Regions from separate parts of the Capra hircus genome. Here region 2 is linked to region 1. A link is a contact called in public Hi-C data. All regions are on one chromosome and are shown on one strand. Each heading gives the region's core, a stretch centred on a gene start, on an enhancer-like site or on the middle of the called end of the contact. The rest is flanking DNA. Distances are from core to core; before and after follow the strand shown.

Region 1 (3,710 bases), core at 430-2,929:
ATACTTCCAACTGAGATGCCAGGATGGGTGAAAATACAGGAAGACTGAGGAGAGAGGAGGAAAGTGTGTCTGTGTGTTGCACTGAAGGCTGGATATGAAATGATTTGAAACCATTCAATAAAGGAGGAGCTTGGAATCTGCAAAATGGGGTTAGAGACTTGAGAAAAACAATTATTTTTGTTAGAATGGCAGGATGTGTTAGGGATCTCAAATAACTCAGATACATAACTAGAGAGGTGAGGGCACCATCCTCAGACAACTAGAATTAAAGATTTCATTACATGTTACAGACAGGCCTGTACAGTGGTTATTCACACATGAATTTGATCCAAGCTACACTACATTCCCTTCAGTAGCAAAATCACTAATTTGCATCTAAAGAGTGATTTCAGAGGATAGGAAGAGGATTTCATCACAAATTCACTCTTTACATACACAGTAACTGCAAAAAATTGCTGAACTTGTTTGGAACTGTGTGGTAAATGTTTCACAGCAATTACAAGTTAATGAGACAGATCACACAATTGACACAACTTTAAAAAGTGTTGTTTTAGGAGTAATTCACAGATGAGAGTTTGGAAAAACAAAAGACATCTGATACAACCGAGCTCTTCTTCAGGATAGTGACTTGGAATAAGGGAGGTCTTAACAGCAAGAGAAAACTAACAGAGGAAAAAAAGTAAATTTGAAGTGACTCAGTCTTTCTGGAAAAGTCACTACCTAGTCTGAAAAGCTAAATACTCTCAAACGGTTAAAAGACTGCAAACGGCCACACAGTATAAACCCTACGTTTAGTGCTAATTAAGTCCAACTGCTGTTGTATTACTATTTTCGTTTCTGCAAGAACCCTTTCTCTGAGAATTCTCATTCATCCACCCAGTAACCACCTGGTACTTCGAAATACCACAGGTGGGAGACGATGGACCGGGGAAACGGTAACCTTCACATGTGAGCTTCAGCAGCCGCAACTCTGAAAAGCAAAAATGAATTCTACAGCTTGCCCGGGAGATCCGGTGGAAGCTGCGAGAGGCGGGATACAGGCAGGAGGGGATAAAGTGGCAAACGGTTTGTCCCGTGACTCCCGCATCCTGCGAGGATGCCAACGCCGGAAGTCCAGAACTGGACTAAATACACACCGCCCCCGGCCCGGACTCATTCTATCAGCTTCCTCCTTAAGAGGCATCCTCCTGGGAGGAAGGGTTTGACCCTAGACTTCACTCTGAGGAGATGAACTACTCACTGTCGATGTCCTCGATGAGGCTGGCGGTGCCAGGCATATAGTTCATTTTGAGTCGAGACAGAGCTGCAGCGTATAGCGGCGGTGGGCCAGCGCGTCCCACACCTCCTTCCTCCCACCGCGGTCGCCGCCTTTGCGGGACCGGGACAGGAACCGGACCCGGACAAACGCCGCCGCCCCGGCTTTCAGTAGCCGGGGCCTGCCGGAAACGCCGCCATGTTACCCCACCCACTTCCGGCACCACGTCCCCGCCCTCAGGAAGAGGCGGGACCGTCCATGTGGTTTCCCCCGCCCCAGGATACCCTTTACATATCCCTGACGAGAAGGGGAAGAGGAGTCTAGGCTGCACGGACAGTGCGGAGGTGCGTTCTCCCTTTTAAGGAACGCTCGTTCTCCTGCTTCTTAGACCCCAGAGTCACGGACAGCCGCCCTCGTCCTCTTAGGACGCGGAAGTGAAGGGGGGCGGGATCCTGCCTAGGATTGGCTGTTGCAGGCCGACCCCCTTTCCCTGTGGTCCATTCACGCTCCCCCGTCGGCGCCTGCGCGGTGGGCCGGCCGTGAGGGGCGGGGGGCCGGGAAGCGCCTGGGGGCGGCGGAGCCCATGTCGGCCTTGAGGCGCTCGGGCTACGGCCCCAGTGACGGCCCGTCTTATGGCCGCTACTACGGGCCTGGGGGTGGAGATGTGCCGGTGCACCCGCCTCCGCCCATCTACCCCCCGCGCCCCGAGCCTCCCCAGCCTGCCATTTCCTGGCGGGGGCGCGGGGGCGGCCCGGCGGAGACCACCTGGCCGGGGGAAGGCGGAGGAGGCGATGGCTACTACGCGTCTGGAGGCGCCTGGTCAGAGCCGGGTCGTGCTGGCGGAGGCCACCAGGTGAGCTTTGCGCCACCGGTCCCCAGGGTGGAGTGGGGGGGGTCCGATAGGGGAATCTTTGGGGGTGAGGGCCATTGGGATTGATACAGCTCCCAAGAGTTCGTAATGAATTGGGTTTCGTGCGTTGTCCTAATACGGCTTTGGAGAGACAAGAGACTAGGATCGTGGGTGGGGGTATATGCTTGTGTTTTCTTTGCCCCTCCTCTTGTGCTTCAGCCGTAATAAATATCTTCTTACCGGGAAAAAAATCCTGCGCTGAACCTGCTGAGTTGCAGGCTGCGAATCTCTCATCTTGGGGAAGAGGTTGGGCTGGAGTGACCTGGCTTTGCTTTTCCAATCCTCACAATTTATCCTGCGTGGTTCGTGGGGGCCGCCTCTCTCCGAGGAGGGATGTGGCTGCAGCCCCCTCCCGCTGGGAAGGAACGCGAAGGAAAGGGAGGGATCTGGGCATTTAGCCCTTTGCCCCTAAAGCATTGCCGGGTATTGAATCACCGATCATCATCAGTGTTGGAAAGCACCTGTCCGTGGGTTGTATGTAATCTTAACGGTGACTGCAACGTAGATGTCATCACAGCGTCCCTATTTTACGGTGGAAGAACTGCTGACAGTGAAAGGTTAACTCACTTGCTCAATATATTCAGACCTCTGACATTTTATTCTGTGTCGTCGTGCCGGAAATATACTTCTGTTTTGTTAATGCAATATTCTTCGTAGAGGATTACGGTTCTATGGTGAGGGCACACCTCTCCTTGTCTTCAGGAATTATAACATTCTCATTGGTTGAAATGTAATAATGAAATTCCCAGACATTGCTGGTGGAAATGTAAAATGGTTCAGTGTTTTGGAAAACGGTTTGGCAGTTCCTAAAAACGTTAAGGTGTACTGTTAGCAAGCCTGCTGCTAGATATATACCCAAGAGAACTGAAAACATGTCCACATAAGATCCGGTACACACATGTTCATAGCAACTTTATTTATAATAGCCAAAAAAGGGAAATATCCCAAATGCTCATCAACTGAAGAATTGATAAAATATAGTATATTCATACCCCTGGAGGGAATGGCAACTCACTCCAGTATTCTTGCTTGGAGAATCCCTATGGACAGAGGAGCCTGTGGGCTACAGCGCATAGCATCGCAAAGAGTCAGAGAGGACTGAAGGACTAAGGACAGCACAGCACAGTGTATTTATACAACGAAATTATTTAGCCATAGAAAGTAATGAAGTACTAGACATTCTGCAAATGGATGAACGTTGAAAATGTGCTACATGGATGAAGACACAAAGACCAAATATTGTATGATTCCATTTTTTTGGAAAATTCCAGGATATAGAAATCTGTAGAAAATTTTGTTGTTTCCAGGGGCTGTGGACCTGGGGACATTGAGAAAGATAGATAAAGGGTATGGGGTCTCCTTTGAGGATGATGAAAATATTCTGAATTTAATGACGATAACTGCACAAGTCTGAGTATATTAAAACCATGAATTGTACACTTTAAAAGGGTGAGTTTTATGGTATGTTATATCTTTAAAAAATGGTATGAGAAAAAACATGTAGTGAGAAGTTAATTGTTAAGGAAGGTCCATAATTTTTCTGTC
Region 2 (3,864 bases), core at 900-3,399, 53 kb before region 1:
CACCACAGTTTGGTCTTAAGTGAAACATTTAACATAAAACGAGGTACAATTTTAAGGTCAGATTTACTGAGTTTATATTCGACTCCCCATCTGTATCTTCATAACTAACACTTAATTTAGGTTCACGTGCTTTGCACTCAAATTTTCCTTAATTCTACTGTTTTTTAACTTCCTACCCATCTTCTAATTTTTCTTGCCCTAAATCTTTAGCTTATGCACATGACACCGTTTCTGTGTTGACCACCCACTGTAGCATGTTTTTCTGTCTAACCCCTCTAAGAGCAGGACAGCCCTTTGCTACTAATGGCAACAAATTGAAAGCAGATATAATGGGGAGGTAGCCAGCTCTTCATCTGACATATGGTGTCGCTACCTTCTCTTCTGGAGTGATAGGGTCTTAAATATGTAACCATTTCCACTGTTACTAATATAACTAAGTGTGCTGTTCATCTCTTTACGTTATTTTTCTCCTTTCTGTTAAAGTTTGACAAATACACGGTGCCACTTCTGTTCTTACAGGTGGAGCCTCTTTTGGAGGTGAATTCCTCCTCTGTCTTCTTTCAGCCTCTCAGACTTAAGTATTTTGTGGTTTGGAAGATGCTTTTTGCTGAGTTGTGATAGAAGCTGAAACTGAGTTAAGATTGTAAAGCCTTGTGGAGTTGGTGGCAGTAGCACTTGATATGAAACAGTAGTTCCGGTTTAATGTTAGTAATTGGAAGCTTGTACGTTGTCATATTCTGCCTCACATGTCCAGCAGTCCTCTTTAGTGTTGCTTGATTTTTTCAACGTGGATCTAAAACTTGTCTCAAAATAATTGAAATGCAGTGCCAATAAAACCTTAACAGTTTTTTTGAATAAGGTAACAAACTATAGAGGTGTTGATATTTTAACAGTTCAACATTAAGCCTTTTATGAGGACGGGATGACACCAGATATGTTCATAAAAGGAAGTTCAGCATAAATCTGGTCCTGTCTGTGCAGAATATGACCTGCCTTCAATGTCTTGATCCTCTTTTTATTGCAGCAGAACTGCTGATAATTTCCAAGCTTGCCCCAAATTAAGATATAGTACTTCATGCAGTTGTTACGTAAAGGTGTTTTCCTACAGTTCAGGGATGTTTCCTGGAAGTTGGACAAATAAACTAATTGAGAGGAATGACAACTGGACAAAAATTTCAAAGCACCTATTTCAGAAGTGCCCAAGGTAGTATTCCTTGTGGCTTTTAATATGTAGCTTGTTTCTTTTTTTATTTACAAATTCTCTATCTGTATTTTCTCTTAATTCCACAAGCCAGATTCGTCAAACCTAAATTTGATGCGTTGGCACAATTTTAATAATTGTAAAGATTGCTGACTAAATTTAAAGCTGCCTTTCCTGCTTGTGTCATGAACAACCACACCAGATGCCTAGAAGCACTGAAGAGAAACACCTTTTTAGTATTTCTGTTTTTTGTTTCCACGTTTGATGTACTTCTGTTTTGCTGGAAGTTCAAGTTCAGCGCTTTAGCAGATCCTGTGCCTCTCTCATGTTTATGGACTATGCTGTGTGTAGTTCATGCAAGCGAGCATCCCTTCAGTGAGGATGTTCTCCTTATGGATGTTCGTATTGATTTGAGTGGGAAAAAACTACCCACGCAGTTACTTCTAGCTGTGGGTGTCTGCCGTCTGAGTGAGTGAAAATGCATTTGTGTCTCATCCTTGGAAAGTGTTCCCGGAGCTGCAGTTCATTTAGGAAGCAAGGGGCACAGCTGTAACCCAGGAGTCATTAGTGCTGGGTTCACTGGAGCTGCTGCCAGAACGCAGCATTCTGGGCTAGGAGCCACCCGGCAGACTCAGGCGAACCAGGGTGAAGTCCTATATGCTTCCGGGCAGGAAATCCTGTGGTGTCACACAAATGCACGCTGGGAGTGTTCGTCCCTGGGGAGCTGTCCCCTGTCACAGCTCACTGAAGGTGATCTGCCTTCTCTTCAAAGGCGGTATTGCAGCAGGAAGCAGTGGGAAAGGCAGAGGAGCCAAGCGCAAACAGCAGGACGGCAGCACCGCGGGGACCACCAAGAAGGCCCGGAGGTGAACACCCCCTGCCTGCCCCTTACCGAGGGCTGCAGAGCCCCTCAGTGAGGCAAGAGATCAGCTGTCTGCAGGCGCAAGCCTACCCCTTGTTCTCAAATCTTAAACAGTTTGAGGGGTCAAATAGCCCCAGACTAGGCGCCCTGTTTGGGGAACTCGTTTCTAAATGAAACAACCCCAGGGAAGCACCCTGTGATGATTGACCTGGGCGTGAAGTTCTGCTAAGGCATCTTGAGAAAGGATAGATGGACCAGAGGCAGTGAAAGAAACCAATATTGAATGTCAGCTCTTTTACAGTAAACTTTCTGCCTGTCCCCTGATAGCTCTTCCCTTCACTTGGTTCAGTACTGGGGTGACGAAATCCAGGTCATTTCTTATTCAGACTGGAAACAGGTAGTGGGTGTTCATATCTCTGAGTTTCTGTTTATTAGTCATAGTAATAAACATGCTGAAGGAAACCGCCCTTGTTCCTCTGTGCCCTGTCTCCCCTGGCTTAGTTGCATACCAAGATAAAGTAGTTTTCATTTCCCCATCTTGCCTGCAGAGGGCAGAATGATCTATTTGAATAAGGAAAAACATTTGAAGTTGCCGGTGTTCAGTTGAAACCGAATACAGCAGAGGCCTAACAGAATTGAAGGCACGTGAGCTAGAGGAGGGGGTTGTAGTTTCTTGATTTTATTTTTTCCTTTCTGCAGTGACCCTTTGTTTTCTGCTCAGCGTCTTCCCCCTCATGGCTACCCCTTGGAACACCCGTTTAACAAAGATGGCTATCGCTATATTCTAGCTGAGCCCGATCCCCACGCCCCTGACCCTGAGAAGCTCGAACTCGACTGCTGGGCAGGAAAACCGATTCCGGGAGACCTCTACAGAGCCTGCTTATATGAACGGGTTTTGTTAGCCCTCCATGATCGAGGTGGGTAAGCTGTTAATGTTTGTGCTGGGCCCTGTGTTGCTCAGAACTACCATCGTCAGCTCTGTCCTGTCTAGAATTAGACAGACATGCCAATCTAATCCTCACCCCATCTCTAACTAGACTCAGCCAGAATGCAAGAAGTCATTTCCTTCTTTGTCTGTCCTTATAAGCTCTAGCCATTTATATACAGAATACTTTTTTTAAAATTTTCTATTTTGAACTAAATTTAACTTACAGTAAAGTTGCAAAAATAATAGAATTTCCATATTGAAAGTGAAAGTGTTAGTCGCTCAGTCATGTCCAACTTTTTGTGACCCCATGGACCATATAGCCTGCCAGGCTCCTCTGTCAATGGAATTTCCCAGTCAGGAATACTGGAGCAGGTTGCCATTTCCTTCTCCAGGGGGTCTCCCTGACCCAGGGATTGAACCTGCTTCTCCCGCGTTGCAGACAGATTCTTTACTGTCTGAACCACCAGGCTGCAGGACACAAAGTACTAGAACTTTCATATATCTGTCATCAAAGTTCTCCTAATGGTGAGATCTCACACAGCCACAGTACAGTTATCAAAAGCAGGAGATGGGACTTCCTTGGAGGTCCAGTGGTTACGAATCTGAGTTTCCACTGCAGGGGGCGAAGCTTCCATCCTTGTCTGCTCAGCGCAGCCAGAAAAACAACAAACCCAGGAGATTAACATTAGTAAATACTACGAATGAAGCTAAAGACTTTATAAATTTCACCAGTGTTCCGCTAATGCCTCTTTCTAGGATCTACATTGCGTTTAATTATTTCTTCATAGTCCCTTGCAGTGTTAACCAACTGCTTTTTGAGTGTTCCTCACTGAGGGTCTGTCTGACTCTTTCCGTGATTAGACTGCGGTTGTA

The links. A called contact is a pair of places that touch in the nucleus more often than the background predicts.
Region 2: a Hi-C map of blood shows a contact between it and region 1, with 3 times the contacts expected there. The contact joins the enhancer-like site here to the promoter of LSM1 in region 1. A contact is called at or near these places in 4 of 5 Hi-C or Micro-C datasets (blood and liver).

The regions. Positions count from the first base shown.
Region 1 is chr27:12,319,476-12,323,185 of ARS1.2, reverse strand. It overlaps LSM1 (U6 snRNA-associated Sm-like protein LSm1), which reads right to left and starts at 1,679. Exons shown (of 4, transcript XM_005698830.3): 1 at 1,241-1,679. The coding sequence starts at 1,286. It overlaps BAG4 (BAG family molecular chaperone regulator 4), which reads left to right and starts at 1,719. Exons shown (of 5, transcript XM_018041795.1): 1 at 1,719-2,108. The coding sequence starts at 1,839.
Region 2 is chr27:12,372,921-12,376,784 of ARS1.2, reverse strand. It overlaps ASH2L (set1/Ash2 histone methyltransferase complex subunit ASH2), which reads left to right. Exons shown (of 16, transcript XM_018041986.1): 9 at 1,974-2,067; 10 at 2,763-2,980. Among named protein-coding and RNA genes, the nearest start is that of ASH2L, 15 kb to the left of the region's middle. Within about 2 kb of position 2,149, at least 2 of the 5 cell types and tissues checked have an H3K27ac peak or open chromatin away from gene starts, as enhancers often do.